Linked DNA regions of Mus musculus: region 1 is linked to region 2. Evidence: chromatin contacts called from public promoter capture Hi-C data. All regions are on one chromosome and are shown on one strand. Each heading gives the region's core, a stretch centred on a gene start, on an enhancer-like site or on the middle of the called end of the contact. The rest is flanking DNA. Distances are from core to core; before and after follow the strand shown.

Region 1 (3,236 bases), core at 678-3,177, 110 kb after region 2:
TGGGCTGTTTAATCAGTTCCTTACCCAGTGATGGGAAATAATGGCAACTGGATGGTAGGGACATTTTTCCTATTGGTGTTAAAAGGCCTGGATTTTAAATAGGATGGGACCTAAAACCTGCACCTATGGCACGTGGTGCCAGCATTCTGACACCTGGACAAGAGATGGCTGGGAATCAGATGTTGATCATGACAGTGAACCCACTCCATGTCCTTATTGAGCTGGCCAGTCAGCCTGCTGCCAGCAAAAAGGTGACTGGAGCCATCCTTGCTGCCTGTCCACATGCAGAAGCTTTCTGCTCCTGTCTTTGTTGGCTGCGAACATAGAATCAATGTGACTTTGGCCGAGGATACGGTAGAACCATCGCCTGCAAGGCAGATGTGGCTTCTTGCCATTGACTGTCATAGCTCATGTTCAGATATGCACTAAATGCTCTGTCCATTGCCTTCCTAAAGATGGGCATTTGGATCATAAAGCATTGATGCAATCCTCTCCCATCAGAGGGATTCACATGGGCATTGGCGCTGGCTTTCAATTCTCTCACACTACCAGGGAGCAACCTCTCTCTGCCAACGGCTGTGTGAGGTAGACTCTGAGGTATAGGGTGCTCTGCCTCATTTGTAAAAACAGAGCAGGGTGGTCTGAAATTCAGAAGTGTCAAAGGATCAGCTCAGGAGTGCCAGCATAAAGTTAAAAGTGACAGCTCTAAGGATGAAAGGTTCACTTTCTCGGCGTTGAAACCTGTTGAAATCTTTAGGCATTTCTTTGCTTTGTGGCTTCTATGAGCTTTTAAAATCCAGTGTGAGTCCCCAGAAAGCATGTCACAGTCACATGATTTTTAACCTTCTGTAATCCAGTCACAGCAGTTGGCAGGAAAGCTGGGCCCCCGTTTAGTATCCGCTGAGAAGCTCTGATATCTACAATGCTGTGGAGATATAAGAGAAGGTAAAGTTTAATTTTTTCATCTCTTACTTTTCTGCAGTCCTCTCAGTTGCTCTCAGTTGCTCTACCCAGATGTGAGTGCTCGGAAGATCTCAACCTGCTTAATGCATCTCTTTCTCTGTCTCCTGTGTGCCCTAGAATCTGAACGTGCCCACCCATTGCTTCCTGAAACGAGGACACATCCACACCGTGGCCATGCTGTGGTGTCTCTGTGGCTATCTCTCTTGACACAGGCATGGCCCCTGGAGAGAGATTCATCTGACAGCTTTACCTAGATTCACCTATAAACCAAAGAGCTGTGTGATGTGTAGGTCTGAGCTTTAGGATAGCTTTTAGCCAACTGTTGTGTAAGGGGACAGAGAGAGCCTGCATCTAACTATGCCAGTCACATGGCATCCCCTAATGCTGCTCAGTTGCCTCTGCTACTGCAGTCAGGGGAAGACACAGGCAATGGGTGCACATGTAGATGGGAACATTTGGCCCTCGGCTCTTGGTTTCCCCAAACTGAATGGAGCACATGAATACTATAGGTCACCTCTGAACATATTAACATTTGCCACTTTATATCTCTTTACCCAAATTTATCCCATTACATCAAAATATTGAAGACTGTTCATGAACCTAAGTCCCAGCGCAATGAGATTTGACTCTTGGCTGTACAGTGCCCAGGAGTAGGTGTGGATATGGAGCAGATGGTGGTCATGTCTTTCTTACAGGTGTTATCTGTCAGTGATATGGCCCTTTGAGGACTCAGTGAGAGAGAAGCAAGTACTTCAACACTTGGTCACCCAGCAATGGCTTCTAGATATTTTGTTCTGGAAATGGTGGATGGTGGCTCTGAAGGAAGCCTCTGTGACTAGTGGTTGAGCTTCTTAGGTGGATTTAAAGTCTTTCTTCTTCCTTCTCAGCAGCTGCTGGTAGGGCTGTGGCTGCTGAAGTTGGCAATGTCAGAGCTAGCTTGCCTTATCCAATTCTCTCTGCCCTGCTCAAATAAGAACAGATGCCGGTTGGAAAAATGCACCAAAGCTGGGAACATGGCATTGAGTTATTGAATTGTTTTGATGGGATCCAGAGCTTAATATACTCACACATGGCAGCCAAAGCTTCAATTTCATCTGGTTGTTTATTAGCTTTGGAGTGAACTGCAACAGAATTCCTTCCTGTACTGGGGGACTGGTCCTGGGCCCCAAGAGTCCTTTGACCATCTGTGTTCCTTCCCAGAAAATGTTCCATGTGAGGTGGATTGGAGCTGCCCTGGGCTTACAGGTCTTCCTTCATCTTCCACTGTTATACTGTGGACAGTCATATTACTTTGTCTTTTTATCACATCCACACATTCCATGTCATGAATTATCAGGTCAGATCTCAGGGGCATCTGTTGTCTTCAGAGGTGTCAGGGTCTTGGGTTTGACCTTGCATGAAGGGTTATATGGCAGCCTGTTAGAGATTCATGCATGCTTATAGAAGGCACATATTCATTGTTTAGGGACAAAGGCATTTAACACAGCATAGACACTCCTTGCTCTCAAGCCCCATGGGAATAAGGTAGATGGGCTCATGTGAATGGCTGCATACTCAGTGGGTATGTGGTAATCTAGACAAGAAGCTCAGTGACCTGGATCATTTAATAACGGGCATGGACACACCTGCTCTTTGGTTTTGAGGGAGATGCTATTCCTGTCCAGGGGCTTCTCAGGCTAGATGTCTTGGACTTGTGGGTCTGGTTCTCTGTCCAGGAGCTTTCCTGAGCATGATAAGACATTGCCAGCACCCCCTGCCTCTACCCAACAGATGGTTTTTGTACCTCAACATGAATTTTTACTTTATAGTAAATATAAAAATTCTTGCAAAGAGAAGAAAGGACATTAACAAAACAAAAGTCAATTAGATTCTATGGCTCATAGGTAGACCTGGACAACAGAATTGGACTGTAACATTTCTTCACCAGATGGACAACCATCTCCCATGCAAGGCATTTCTTTGCCACTGCAGATGAAAGGAACACAACATACAGGTTGTTTGCTTCTCTTTGTGATTAATGCCATCTTCTTCTTCTTCTTAGGGGTCAGAGATTAAACCAGAACTCACCTGGTAAGTAAGTTAAAATTCATCTATGTGCTGAACATTATCATCTCACAAAAAGTTTCAAAGATGTGAGAGTGAGTCTGAATTCTGCAACAATAGGACTCTTCTTGAAGGTTTTGGTGGTACATTTTTAAGTTTGGCTGATTGCTTCTTGGATATTCTCAGTCTGTGTATTAGCTGAGCAAAGCACGTGATCTCATACTGTTGAG
Region 2 (3,710 bases), core at 795-3,294:
GGAACGGGGGTGGGGGGGGATGATGGGGCGAGGGAGAGCTTAGCAGCAGGCAGCTGCCTTGGTCTAAACAGAGCCCACCTGAGAGGTTTGAAGAAGAGCCCCCCCTCCCCGCGCCGCCCCGCTGTGTGTGTGTGTGTGTGTGTGTGTGTGTGTGTGTGTGTGTGTGCGCGCGCGCGTGCTCACGTGTGTGTCTGAGTGTGATGTACTGGGCTGGACACTTAGATTCTGGGCTTCAGGAAAAGTTCACACCTTCGAGACAATTACACTGACTAGAGAACACCTAAGCAGACTGGAGAGGAGAGGTGGAGCGGGGCAGGAAAAGTATGGGAGACTTTAGGAGGGTGGAAAAGGGGAAAAGGAGGGCTAGGAGAGGGGTTGGAGGGAAGAAGGACCGAAGGTTAACCTGAAGCAAAGTAGAAGAAAGGGAGAGAGGACCTGGGAGAAAGCAAGAGAACTGACAACCGGAGAGCACCGCGGTTCTAGTAGAATCAGTGTCAGGTATAGAGACCAGGTACAGAAACAGGCAGGGAGAAATCCTTTACGAAAAGAAGCGGAGGAGGTGGGGCGAAGCGTCCCTGGCAGGCTTGTTCGGGAGGATCTGGGCCAGTTCTCACCTACGCCTAGAGGGGTCAAACATCGCTTTCCATCTCAGGCCTAGCCTCGAACTCCCCACCCAACCCGGGCCTCTGCTCCTGGCCGTCTTACCTGGCCCTTGACCAGGCTGGCAGCAAACTGGCGCATGACGGCCTCCACCGTGTAGGCGCTGGACCAGCCGCGCGGCGTGAGCAGCTCCATGCAGATGGCGCCTCCGTCCAGCACGTAGCCGTTCTCCAGTCGCGGGCTGAGCACCCGCATGAAGGGCGGCGAGAAGGGGAAGTTATCGGGGAAGGTGAGGTTGAGCAGGATGAACTCTGTGTTGGTCTCCTTCATGTCCTGCCACAGCACCGAGTCCTTGTCCACCTGGTGCAGCTTCACGTTCCAGTCGAAGAGGTTCTCGTTTACCAGCTCCACCGAGATGAAGCGGTCGCTGAGGCGCGCGATGTCCTGGAGCTCCTTCATGAGCCGCCGGCTGCGCACCTGTGTGCAGTGCTGCTGGCGCGCCGCGGGCACTAGGCTGCCGCCCGCCGCCGCCGCGGCCACCGCGGGGCCCGGCCCCGCCCTGGCGCCCGCCGCCCGCTCCCGGGGGCCCCCGGCGCCCGCCGCCCCCGCCGCCCCCGCGGCTGGCTGCGGCTGCTTGTCGCGCGCGGCCAGTTCCGCCGCGCGCTTACTCTTGCCCTTGCCGGGCCCCGGGCTGGCGTCGCCTGAGCCCCCGGGGTGCTGCTGTTGCTGCTGCTGCTTGTGGCCGCTGCTCTTACCACCACCTTTGCCGCGCAGCGATGCGCTCTGCTGGCCGCCGCCTCCGCCACGGTGGTTGTGGTGGTGCTTGGGGTCCTCGGTGTCCCGGTTGTGCAGGCGAATGAGCCCGATTTTACGGAGCAGCGTGGCCATCTTAGGCTCGGCTCTGGCGAGGGGCTTGCCGGGGCTCCTGTTCCCCGAGCCGGATAGCTGGGACGCACGGGGCTTGTGGGGGGGAGGCAGACGACCGCTTAGTGGGGCGCGGCGAGGGCCACCTTAGGAGCCGGCGGCCGTGGCGCAGCGGAGCGGGCAGTACCAGCGCTCGCTGGCCGCCTTGTCGCCGCTGTCATATGACGGGTCTTCTCGGGCAAGGGCTCCGGTAGCCCAGGGAGGGGAGGCGTGGAGACGCGGCTCAGCTGCTGTTCCTGGCCGGTCCCTGGGCGCAGTCCCCGGACGCCGGGTGTCCGTGGTCCTTTGTGCGCGGCCGCAGACCCGCTGGTCCCGAGTCTAAGAGCTGCACCGCGGCGCGCACAACCGCCCGCGGTGCCCCGGAGACAGCGAGGTGGCCGTGGAGTCGCGCTGTGCGCCTGCCGGGCCGTGCTGCGCTGGCGGCTACCGCGGGGCCCGGGCCACTGCCGCTCTCGTTGCCGCCGCCGCTGCGGCTGCTGACATTGCAGAGGCGGCTGCTCCGTCTGAGCCGAGCCCGGCGCGGAGGGGGCGGCACTGCCGGCCGGGAGGGGGAGCGCGGGGCGGAGCCGCGGGCTTGACTGCACCGAGCCACCCCCGCCGCCAGGTTCCTGCGGCGACACACGCACGGCCGCTGGGGGGAGACAGCGGTACGCGCCCGCACCATTTTCTCCTGGCTGCGTGCTAGCTGCGTGCGCTGGGGAGCCAGGGGAGGGCTGGCCTGAGCGTGCTAATAGGGTCTCTCAGAATCACTGCATTCTTTGGGACCCTAAAACCTGAATGCTGTGTTTGAGGTCCGGGCCTTATATCCCATTTAACCTCCTTAGGACAACCAGAGGGAAAAGGTGGAAATCAACCTCTTTATTAATCCTTCTAACCAGAGGTATGAGCCCAATGTTTCTACGCAACACTTCTGGGCGGTGGGAGCCTAGAATGACAGAAGGAACACGTAAGGACTTTAAAGTCAGGGCGGAAAGCGGGATGAAAGGGTAGATCTACTGCAAACTTAAAGAACAGCCCGTTCAAAGTCACGACTAAAAGCAAACCTTTAGCCAATCCACTCAGCCCTCACTGGTTTGCTCCTTCCACCCCATCCCCTGCCTGCTGGCCGCAGCGTTTCGGCTTTCCATGGCCAGGCTGTGCGTGGTGGCTGCTTTCCAAAATGCAGCGGAGAATAACACCAGACGCCTTCTCTGGCGCTGACCGGTGCTAAGAGCGGGAAAGGACTTTCCGAGCAGCAACCCCCGTTGGCCACCCCCTCCCCGCCCCCCAGGGCTGCTCTCCTGAGTGAGGGACCTCCACAATACTCAAATGAGGGAGAGATCCGCCTTCCGCCTGCAGATTCACAGTCCACCCTGCCTTTCCTTCTTCCTTCAGCCTGTGGAAACTCACTTAAAAATCTGGTGAAAATTCCAACTAAAATCTATTTCAGATTAGCTCGAACTGTGACGGTTCCGGTGTGCAGCGTGTGGCCCAATGGCGTAGGCGAAACCAATCCCTCAAGAACAACGAATATTATCCCGCTGCCATCCTAACTGGCGTCAGAGCCTACTGCCTCTGCTGGTGTGTGGATGGGGGGAAGAGAGGGGAGGGGAAGCAGCTCAGCTCTTCAGGACAGGCGTTCCTTCTAGATGACAGCCCCTTGCCTTTCTGCCCCTCACATCTTTTACCAAATTTTGAGTTTTCACTGTGGAAAATAACTGGTGATGTCGCTGTGAAGACACAGACCTGGGTTTGGAGATTCAGATTTGGGGATAGATGTGTAATGGGGGAGCCAGGCTAGCTGGTGTAGATGAGGAGTAGAAGGTTCACACCCACCCAACATTGCACCTGGGAGAGGGTGGTTCTCCAGAGAGCCTGTCAATCCTTTGACTTTCAACAGGACCCACAGGGTGATTTGGACTAAGAACAACACAGACTATTTGGTGGAATCTGAGGGAAGCTGAATCAAGGTCTGTTTGTCCTGGGCTCCTGATTGCTTTGTTTAACACTGCATTCCACGGTAGCCTTCTCCTCCTCTTCTTCCTTCTCTTCCTCTTCCTCCTCCTCCTTACCATCATCATCATCATTTTCTTCTTCATCCTCCTCCTCTTCTTTCTCCTCCTCTTCTTCCTGCCTTCTCCTTCATCACCATCACCATCACCACCACCATCTTCCTCATCCTCATCTTCACTAGGGAAGGGCAAAAG

Evidence for each region. Promoter capture Hi-C pulls out the DNA fragments that hold promoters and counts their contacts.
Region 1: a contact with region 2 is called in a promoter capture Hi-C map of hippocampal neurons, with 2.8 times the contacts expected there. The contact joins the enhancer-like site here to the promoter of Ube2ql1 in region 2. A contact is called at or near these places in 8 of 39 promoter capture datasets (the C10 cell line, cranial neural crest, embryonic stem cells and 5 more) and 1 of 484 Hi-C or Micro-C datasets (embryonic retina).

What each region holds. Positions count from the first base shown.
Region 1 is chr13:69,847,849-69,851,084 of GRCm38.p6, forward strand. No RefSeq gene overlaps it. Among named protein-coding and RNA genes, the nearest start is that of Med10, 40 kb to the left of the region's middle. Within about 2 kb of position 1,928, at least 2 of the 459 cell types and tissues checked have an H3K27ac peak or open chromatin away from gene starts, as enhancers often do. A contact at or near this core is called in hippocampal neurons, where this site is marked.
Region 2 is chr13:69,737,853-69,741,562 of GRCm38.p6, forward strand. Ube2ql1 (ubiquitin-conjugating enzyme E2Q family-like 1) reads right to left here and starts at 2,045. Exons shown (of 2, transcript NM_001145162.1): 1 at 706-2,045. The coding sequence starts at 1,488.